Regions from separate parts of the Mus musculus genome. Here region 2 is linked to region 1. A link is a contact called in public Hi-C data. All regions are on one chromosome and are shown on one strand. The core of a region is the stretch at or near the end of the contact, and the rest is flanking DNA. Distances in the headings are between cores, read along the strand shown.

Region 1 (5,031 bases), core at 1,725-4,224:
TTTCTGTCTGTCTGTCTGTCTGTCTGTCTGTCTGTCTGTCTGTCTCCCTCCTTCTCCCTCCCCCTCTCTCCCCCTCTCTTTCTCACTCTTCCTCTCTGTCTCTGTCTCTGTCTCTGTCTCTGTCTCTGTCTCTGTCTCTCTTTCTCTCTCTCTCTCTCTCAGCTTGTGTGTGTGTGTTTCTGAACTTTTAATTCTTATAAGACTAGTTATATTGGTTTAGAATCTACTCTAGTGGGCATATTTTAACTTAATTATTTCTATAAAATTTGTATCTCAACTCATGTATGATACTCTTAATCTCAGAACCTTCGTGCATGAATTTTCCTGTATATGTGAGAGGTAGATTTTTATCCCATAAGGTATACAAAGAACTTTGCTTTGGGTTTCCTTTTCATTTTAAATAGCTCCTATTTTGAGGATAATGGGAACTGGGGAAATGTCCTCTTATCAGCTACTCCTTGCTGCCTTGAGTGAGGCCACTACAACATATTAAAAGATAAAACAACAAAAGCAAACAATCAAATTCCAATGGTAAGTAAAAGAAGTCATTGACAGAAACTATGTATTAAATGGATCTATTAATAGGTATGTGGTCTGGTCTGGTGGTTTAGTCCTATAATTCCAGACACTTGAAAGTATGAAGTGGGAAAATGGCAAGTTCAAAGCCCACTTAACTTAATCTCTGACCAGCATGTCAGCAAGACCACGCAGAGCTTGGGATGTAACACCATGTGTATCTGGACATAGGGTTTTGATGTGAGGGGATGGGATAGCTCTTCAGTTCATTTACGGTGATGGACTTATCTCAGGTGAATAGATTAAAAAACCTCTCAATTGTAACTTTAGCTAAACAAATTGGGTAGCACACAAGTTAGAGTTGCATCATAATGTTATTAAGAAAACAGCTTTGATAGCTGCTGGATATAAACTTGTTTGTATTAATTTAGATGTCTGTTTCAGCTATCATGGGGTTTTTTGGGTTTTGTTTTCTTTCTTTTTTTTTATTGGTTATTTTATTTCTTTACATTTCGAATGTTATCCTTCTTCCCAGTTTCCCCTCCACAAATCTCCTATCCTCTCCCCCCTCCCCTGCCTCTATGAGGGAGCTCCCCCATCTGCCCACCCACTCCTGTCTCAGCACCCTAGCACATCCCTACCCTGGGTCATCGAGCCTCTACAGGACTGAGTGATGCCCGATAAGGCAATCCTCTGCTACATATCCAGCTGGAGCCATGGGTCCCCCCATGTGTACTCTTTGGTTGGTGGTTTAGTCCCTGGGAGCTTTGGGGTGTCTGGTTGGTTGATATTGCTATTCTTCCTATGGGGCTGCAAACCCTTTCGTCAGCTATGATGTCCAAAGGTCCAAAATTCCATCTTTTCTTTAAATCTCATTTCTGCTACTTACAGAATGAAGAGGTATATGCTATTTATGGGGAGACATGGCTTTTATAATTCAAGTAGCCCGATGGCTTTTATAATTCAAGTAGCCCGATTTACCTTATCGAGTCAAACTTATGCCAAGCATTGCCTTGGTAGCTACATACAGGTCTGGATTTAAATCTACTTTTTCCAATGACTTGCTTTGCAACTTTAGGCAAATTATCACGCCTCTCTGAGGCCTCATCGCCAAAGAGGGATACGGAGCGGGAATATTATAATAATAACAACAATGACAATTTCTTCCTTGTGAGGCCGTTGAGAAGATTTAATGTGATAATATCTGCAAGAGCTCAGCAAACTCCTAGCACGTTGTAATTTACCGAAAGCCAATGCTTCATTATTATTGGCATACACTTCCAAAAGTCAAGATTAATAGTTCCACTTCAGCAGAATAGACTAGATGAATTTTAGTCAACAGGAAACAGACCCACGGATTTGTCCTTTCATTTCAAAACTCTGTCAATGGCAAATCCTACATAATTTTTAGTTCTTAAATAATTTAATGGAGCAGCATCTGTGTTAATCCAGAACTTTTTTTTTTTTTTTTTTTTTTTTTTGCTCTGTCCCTTCCCCCTCTCTCTGCTGTCTGGTAAGATGCTTGTGTTATTAAATAATCTGCTTGACTCTGTGTCCAAGAAGCACCAACTGTCATGCAAAATGACACATCACCATCATTCTTAGAGATGCCTATTGATGCAAATAGTGTTAGTATTAGTTGGCTAGGACCTACTTCGTTCAAAACAAAACAAAACAATGTGCTGAGCAAAATGGAGAGGCGGAGATGAATTTGCTATATAAAGATGAGACTTTTATGAATACCAGAGTTTGGTGGGTGAGACATGCTGGCATGCCTAGCTGGTGGTACCTCTGATACTTTGAACTTACTAGGTCTGGGAAAATCATAGTGTCCTGTTCTGTATAACTTTGAATCCTAAACTAGATGCAGGGACTTATTCACTCCCTGAAGAAGGGAACAGAAGTGGTTAAACCAAGCAGAATTGGCTTGTGGGGAGCAAAGTAAGAAAGGCATTCCTAGATAAAAGTTGATAATACATGACACTTTTCATCGTCCATCACCCAAGCCGTGTCCTTTCTTGACCTGTGTTTCTGATTTGGAGACAGGACAGACTTGTGGCCCAGGTAGAGTTGCCTCTGGGTTCAGATGAGATGATGATGATGATAAGGAAGGGAAACTTGGGTTGGGCTATGGAAAGCCTCAAAAACTCTACAGTGGGAATGGCAAAACTAAAACGATACTTAAGAATGTACATGAGAGACAGAGAGACAGAGAGAGACAGAGAGAGAAAGAGATGGGGGCGGGGGGTGCTTTTCTGCCTATATTTTGCATAGTGTTCTTAAGTTGACGTTTTTGTGTGCATTGATCAAGAACTTGTCTTATCGTTTTGCAAAACAAGTAGGAATTTGAGCAACAGAAGAGCATTTGGTTTCAACATCAAGCCCAGTGCTGACTCATTTGTCGCTCACCAGCTGAGCTTTTCATTGTCAGTAACATTAATTATGTCTCTCCCTCAGTCTCACATGACCTCCGTTTTCCCCCTTATAGCATTCTCTCTGCACAGGCTCACATCTGGGTGCCTGCAGACTGGTGACATCAGCTCTGAGCCTTGACTGTATGACAATTAGAACTCCCGGAGTTCAACTCAGACACGCAAGCTCATGTGCTGATCTTTCTCTAGCTTGACATGCCTGAACTGAATTATGGAGCATTCTCTCCTACCAGGGTATAGAAAAGCAGGTTTTCCTGGTCACCAAGCAATTTTGTTCAGTTCAAAGACTTGCGGCAAGTCTTGCAGAAGAGAGTTAGAAGAAGCACACATTTATTAAGGCATTATTTGATGATCTTGGGGTCCCAAGGCTCAAGTTTGAATCTTGAACCTACTAATTATTTATCAGACAATTTTGAACACATGTCTTCCTTGCTCCAGGTGTAATAAAGGTGGTAGTAAATACAGTGCAATGTGGAACATGACTTGGATGAAGTTCAGACCCTGGCATAAGTTTGCCCCCCACTCCCAGCCCCCATTCCTAAAGAGACATGACATCAGTGATGTGCAGTCAATTCCTTTAGGGTTGAGGAAGCTAGCACGTAGAGGAAGAATGGAAGCTTTCTGTCTCTGCTTTCCCCTCTTTGTGTGTGTGTTTCTCTGTCTCACACTGTCTCTCTATGTCTCTGTCTTTTTCTCACTGCACCTTCCTCCTCTCTCTTGGAAATAACTAAAGTCAAAGGACTACATGTATGATTTTATTCACAGAAAAAAAGTTGATCAGATTAGTGGCTAGGCTATAACATATGACTGAAGTGGAAACTTAAGGGTTCTTTGGAAAGTCAGTTGTGTGGGATGGAATTTTGTTGGGGTGAACATGTGAAGGAGTGTCATCCTGAAGCAGACACAGGTGAAAGGATGTTTTGCTAAAGCAAGCACGTGAAAAGACATATGATGAAGGATTCATTGCTAACAACATGATGTATTGGTTCACCTTACAATGCGTAGCTGAGCTGATTGTTGTGACTCCATAGTGAGAGAAACACACCAAGAAAAAAACCCTTCTGGTGGTGCTCTGGTGGCTTCTTGCTGCTTCCTTGGGCCTATTGGCAGAGTGATGTCAGATGGTTCAGACTCATGTGGAGTTTTACTAAGACAGACTCATGTGCTGAGGCAAGACACATGGAGGGCACATGATGTTTGGAGGGAGGGTAAGTAGGACTCAATGGAATGTGAGAGGGGCTTGCTTGAATATCTTTGCTTCCTTGAGGGAGGCATGCAAAGAATTTCTCTTGGTGTCTTTTGTGGTGGTCATGCTTCTTTCTGCTGACTCATACCTATTCCGCTGAGGCATGGCTGTCTCTGCTAGGTAGTGCCACTGCTGCTGATTTGTGGTTGCTATCCCAACACTACCGAACTGGACTGCTGGTATATTCGTGAAGTATTTATATGTGGATCAAGCTGCTGCTGCTGAATCTTTTTAACTGAACTGCTGATTTCCTAACAAAGCAGATGGGATTTGCTCCAAAAAATGATTTCTAATCAAGTTCATTTCCCCTATATCCTAATAACCTTTCTTTTCCACTACCTCTGGGTGGGTGGTGAGCTAGAAGGGAGGTTAAAGCATTTAAAAACAATTATTAAAAGTAGGGTTGGACCAACAAATGAGCTAATAAAGAGAGCATGGACATGCTGCCAAAAAAAAAGTAGGGTTGAGAAAAAAATTTAAGCCTACATACAACTCCCAAGTGTACAGGCATATGTTTTAGTTCGACAACCATGCTTGTCATATAGCCTATTCATCACTCTGCAGATACTGGGCAACCAAGGACCAATGAAAGTCACATTCAGGGCCAGCATCCTAGTGTTCAACCTAAGCAGTTGCAGAAGATCCCTGTGCTACCCCCAGGATACTGCCTTTGAGATTTTTAGAAATAATTTAACAAGGGCTCTCTCAATTTTGCTTTTCTCCTAAGTCCCCTAAATGATGTCATCTGTCCTAGTCATGTCTTTAGACAATTCTTGATGCTCCTTCTCACCGTTATTTGGTATAGTTAAATACACATGGAATAAGGACATATATGTC
Region 2 (5,031 bases), core at 1,614-4,113, 69 kb before region 1:
TTCCTTCCTTATCTCATAACTCTATTGGAAAGCCTTGCTTGGATCATGCAAGTAAGGGAACTATCATTCTAAATAGTTAACTTCTAAAGACTGTCTAGACACAATTATCAAAAACAAATAGCTCACTACAGGTAATGTTTAAGATCATGCATGTGCACACAACCTCACAACCCCTGTGAAGAACTCATATAGTTTGAGAAGAAACCAATGCTAATTATTAAGTTGCTCAAATCAGAGCTAATAAATTAGCAGACAAAGAAAATAAAAGCCAATAATTAACTTTGTTTTGTTTCTGGTATTATTTCATCAATTTCAACTGTCTTCATTAACTAACTAGAGTTTTAATGCATTTTGCAGCTAAGGTATATTTTATTTTTCTTTATTCCTTTTCTATTTCATTCTTTATGTTTATCAGTGCTATGATTTGAATGTATCCCCAAGTTTCATGTATTGGAGACTTTACTACCAATGCAACAGTATGGAGTACAGGGCCTAGTAAATGTTGGATGGGTTATTAAGGCAAGATAAATTAATGAATAGATCAATTAATTAATTAGTCATTATCTCAGAAGCAGATTAATTATGGCAGGAGTATATTTACTATAAAAGCGAATTTGGGATAAGATTAGACTCTAATGAAGATACTAGATGTTTTGTTGTTTTGTTTTTCAACTTGAAACATACCTAGGCATACCTGGGAAAAGGGGATCTCTGTTAAGGAATTGTTTCCATCAGATTGGCCCATAGGCATGTCTGTAGGGGCATCTTCTTGGTAGACATGGGAGGGCCCAGCATACTGTGAGCAGTATCATCCCTGAGAGGTGGGCCTGGGCTTTATGCTAGTGGCCAGAGAGTGACCAGTAACCATTGTCTTCCCATGGTTTCTACTTTAGTTCCTGCTTCCAGCTTCCTGCCAAGACTTCCTTTAATGATGGACTGTAACCTGAAGCTCAAACCCCAAATGACGTAAGTTCCTTGCAGAAGACTCCACTTCCTAGTAGTTTAATCACCTCCCAAAAGTTCTACAGGCTGGTGACAAAATCTTTAACACATGATCCCTTGGGGGACATTCTAGCTCCAAAGTATTGCGGGTCATCAGTGACAGAATCATTCTGCTCATTTAGAGAGGAAGAATGGCTTTGGGAGATTAACAGTGTTTCTAAGTAGAAACTAAGGACCTGGAAAAGGGCCCTTCAGAGTACTTAGCTCTGATTTCTCAGCCTTCTGCAGGATGGGTACAGCGACTTTGTCTTTTCCTATTGGATTATATTAGAGAATGGCCTGATAATGTCTTGTATTTAATACTCTGTGTCTCTGCAAGAGAACCTTCCTGGGTTACATATGTTTATGAGTACTTTTTATGGTTTTCTTGCTTCTTTGTCTGATGTTAGAATGACAGCTATCAGTTCTCCTTAGCATTCGTGTTTCTGTTTGGAGAGAACTGACCAGCTGTTTATTTTAATCTCATCAAACATTTTAGGATTCAAACCTGAATTCCAACAGTGTGGTGGGAATTCCTAATAGATGCTCATCTGTGTTCATTGGGACTTTTAACTTGTATACCATGCTGGGCCCTGTTTAGTAGTTGAAATGGAGTCATTCTATGTAATATGGTGTTGACCTAAGTCTGAATTTTCTTGCAAAAGTATTGAGGGCTTTGAGGAAACAAAAGTGCTGATTTCCCCCAATCCAGTCATCAGAAATGGACTTGTGCCAACACAATCTCTCTCTAGCTAGTCCTGGCTCAAGTGGTAGCTTTACTCTTTAGAAAGCAATCGCTGGAATCTAACAGCTTCACATTTATATCTCTTCTCCCCGGCTTCTGTTTGGTTTTCCCTCCTTGGCTTGGTAAAGAACACATAGTTACTGAAAAGCGATGCAGAAAAAAAATTAAACAATGAAAATTAGAACAAAGGAGCATGGAAAAACACATTTGTAAGATATGGAGTTTGAGTTTACACTTAGACTAATTTGGTGGTGTGCAATGGAATTAAACACATTTGTTTAAGTGTAAACCTTAGCCAGAGTTTATAAGTAAACTCAATGAACCAGAATTGTTTTTTAATGAGAAATTTAAAATGCCAGTTTGGATGTGTGGTTCATGTGCATACACACACACACACACACACACACACACACACACACACACACACAAACACACACACACACTGTATTTCTCCTCTTAAACTGAAATGGCATCTATTTATCATCTTTCTTTTTTTTCTTTTTTTTCCCAAACTATCTCCTTGACCTTCTAAATAGTGTACAAGATTGTTAAATTATAATATTAAAGGAAAATGCCTTAACATTGTTATAGCATTTAAGAGCCTACTCACTTTCTTGGAGAGGAAATCTATATTTCAGTACAAGCAGAACAAGAAAGCAAAGGGAGTACACTGACAGCTTTCAGACTCTTTAATGTGCATTGGGGACCAGATTAGGAGTTTCGTGTCTAATGCCATAATTTAGACTTTCATAGATTCTTCCACTTGTGTCTTAGCATGAGGAAACCCAGGGAGTCTAGTCAACTGGTCAAAATCATAAGCAAGTTAGCATCGGAGGTTGTATTGTAAGATGGATGCGTGTGAGTGTGTTTCACAGAAGCCTGGGAAATGGGGAGAAAGGCGCCATCTTTACTGGAACAGATGTCAGACTCCACATAGGTATGGCCTTTGTCACCATAGTATGGCTGCTGACTAAGGCAGTGTAGCCTTCTCTGTCCTTATAAAGCCTCGTGAGGAAAACCCTATTTGTAGAAAGTGGACCACAGAAAGGATCTTAAGGTCACTGTAGTGACTTAAGTGAAGGCCATTTCATAAAAGGAACTAAGATTTGAAACAACAGGAACTTCCTGTCTGGCTGTGTGAAAGACACAAGAGTGAGGTCAGACTGTTCACAAGGTTCCTCCAGAAGTCTGGGAAGGAAGCTGCCTCTTCCAGGATTGTGTTCATACCTGACTATTCGCACCTTGGTTTCTCCAGATACATATCTACATCCAGCTCTCCATGCAATCTCATTTTAGCTCATCTACTCTAAAAACAAACCCTTATCTTGGTTAGGATTTAAACATTTTGAGGGCATATAATATGGTCCCCAAAGTCCAGACTTCTGTAGTGAATTAGCTTATTGATTATTTTTCCATACTGAACCATGTACCATACCAAGAATTGACATGTCAAAGAAGCCAGTTTCTCATCTTTCCAGCAGGGAAGTCAGACATTAAACAATTACAGTAAAATGTGCTGTGTTGTTCATTTTTTCTTATGGTCATGACCAAAAAGGGAGGAAAAGACAAAAAAAAAAAAAGGCTACTTAAGGAGGGAGGTACATAGTTTCAGAGGATTCATTTCATATTCTAGTTTTGTGGCACAGTGCACTTGGGCAGAACAGTATGATGGTAAGAACATGTGGCCAGGCTGAATGGGAAGCACCGAAAACAGGGCACAGGAAGAGACTGGCACAAGATATAACCACCAGATGCATACCACCAGTGACCCACTTCTTCCAGCTAGGCCTGCCCCCTTCCTTCCACCACTTCCCATAATACAGTGTTATTGTGAACTAATCAAGGGAGTAATCTATTCACTAGGTCATAGAACTTCTGATCCAGTCTCTGGAGAGTACCGTCACAAACGTACCCAGAGGTATTTTATTAACTCCTTAAGTGTTTTTAACCCAATCAAGCTGAGAGACAAACATAATTGCCTCGGGCACACACACACACACACACACACACACATACACACACACACACACACACAGGGTTAACTATTATGTGCAAATATGTGTGGCATTTAGCAAGGGACAATGATTCAAATAGGACTTTGTTCCACAAGAAATGATGGTGGAAGACCATGCAAGTGGGGCTCATGGGGGTTAATATATAATTCAAGGTGATTGACACAACTGGTTTATCCTTTCATGGAAGTTTTCTGCTTTTTCTTTCAAAGCATTATTAATTTTGTTTTCTTGAATTATTTTTCCTAAGAAATAAAAATAACCTTTCAATGACCAAGACAAAGTAACTTTGAGATCATCTCTTCTTGTATTCCTTAGGATTCTCATTTTATATGTAATTCTAGAAGTTCTTCTTTAATTAATTCATAGTGTCTGTGAATTGCTTTGGTTTAATCCCAGTATCTCAAAGCAATCCAAGTATGTGGTTTTTATTGACAAGCTTGTTGTTACATTGCTACATTTAGCTCAAGGATACTATTGATGGCTCCATGCTATTACACTAACTGAACACCTTAGAAAAAGTGTGGAAATATATTTTCTCTAGAAATTCTCATCCAGTAATAGCATTGATCTTCTAAGATATATTTCAGTCTTTTTAAATGACTATACTTTTTGTTGTTTTGTGTTGTTTTGTATTTTGGCTGTCAGGAAGCTTAAAAGTAAGTTAATGGCTATCCCATTTCATCTTTAATTTGGGGTTTCTGCTGTTTGGAATCTACCTAATAATGCATTGTTCTCATCCCACTAATACCTAATACTTAGTTTGGCTTTCTACTGCTGTGACAAACACCATGAGCAGAAATCACTTGGGGAGGAAAGGTTTTATTTCATCTCATAGTTTATAGTCCATTATGAAGGAAATCAGGATAGGAACTCAAGTCAGGAACCAAAGGCAGGCACTGGACCAGAGAACATGAAAGAGCATTGATTATTAGCTTGCTCTGTACAGCTTGCTCAGCCTACTTTTTTTTACTGTGCAGAACATCAGGACAGAGCTGGCTCCACTCACTTCCTACCTCAATCATTAACCAAGCAAATTCCCTAAAGACTTGCCAACAGACAATCTGATTCAGGTATTTTCTCAATTGAGGTTCCCTCTTCTCAGATGAGGCTAGCTGTGTCAAGCTGAAAAAATTGTAACCAAGACAACAATTTTACCTTTATTATACAATCTCTTTTACTATAGTAATACTGCATAGTATTTATTGGATTATACTTCCTATCAAAAATATTGTGAGATTATTATATGGATTAGAGTGTGCCACTTTTTATTGTATTGTAAATAGTTACTGC

What was found. A called contact is a pair of places that touch in the nucleus more often than the background predicts.
Region 2: a Hi-C map of bone marrow-derived macrophages shows a contact between it and region 1, with 1.8 times the contacts expected there. The contact joins two enhancer-like sites. A contact is called at or near these places in 4 of 484 Hi-C or Micro-C datasets (the HPC-5 cell line, bone marrow-derived macrophages, nephron progenitors and 1 more), 1 of 115 datasets of contacts at active chromatin or transcription factors (microglia) and 1 of 9 other capture datasets (bone marrow-derived macrophages).

Annotation. Positions count from the first base shown.
Region 1 is chr5:43,114,939-43,119,969 of GRCm38.p6, reverse strand. No RefSeq gene overlaps it. Among named protein-coding and RNA genes, the nearest start is that of Gm43700, 79 kb to the right of the region's middle. Within about 2 kb of position 2,974, at least 31 of the 459 cell types and tissues checked have an H3K27ac peak or open chromatin away from gene starts, as enhancers often do. A contact at or near this core is called in bone marrow-derived macrophages, where this site is marked.
Region 2 is chr5:43,183,468-43,188,498 of GRCm38.p6, reverse strand. Gm7854 (predicted gene 7854) reads left to right here. Exons shown (of 8, transcript NR_028417.2): 5 at 894-966. Among named protein-coding and RNA genes, the nearest start is that of Gm46911, 25 kb to the left of the region's middle. Within about 2 kb of position 2,863, at least 24 of the 459 cell types and tissues checked have an H3K27ac peak or open chromatin away from gene starts, as enhancers often do. A contact at or near this core is called in bone marrow-derived macrophages, where this site is marked.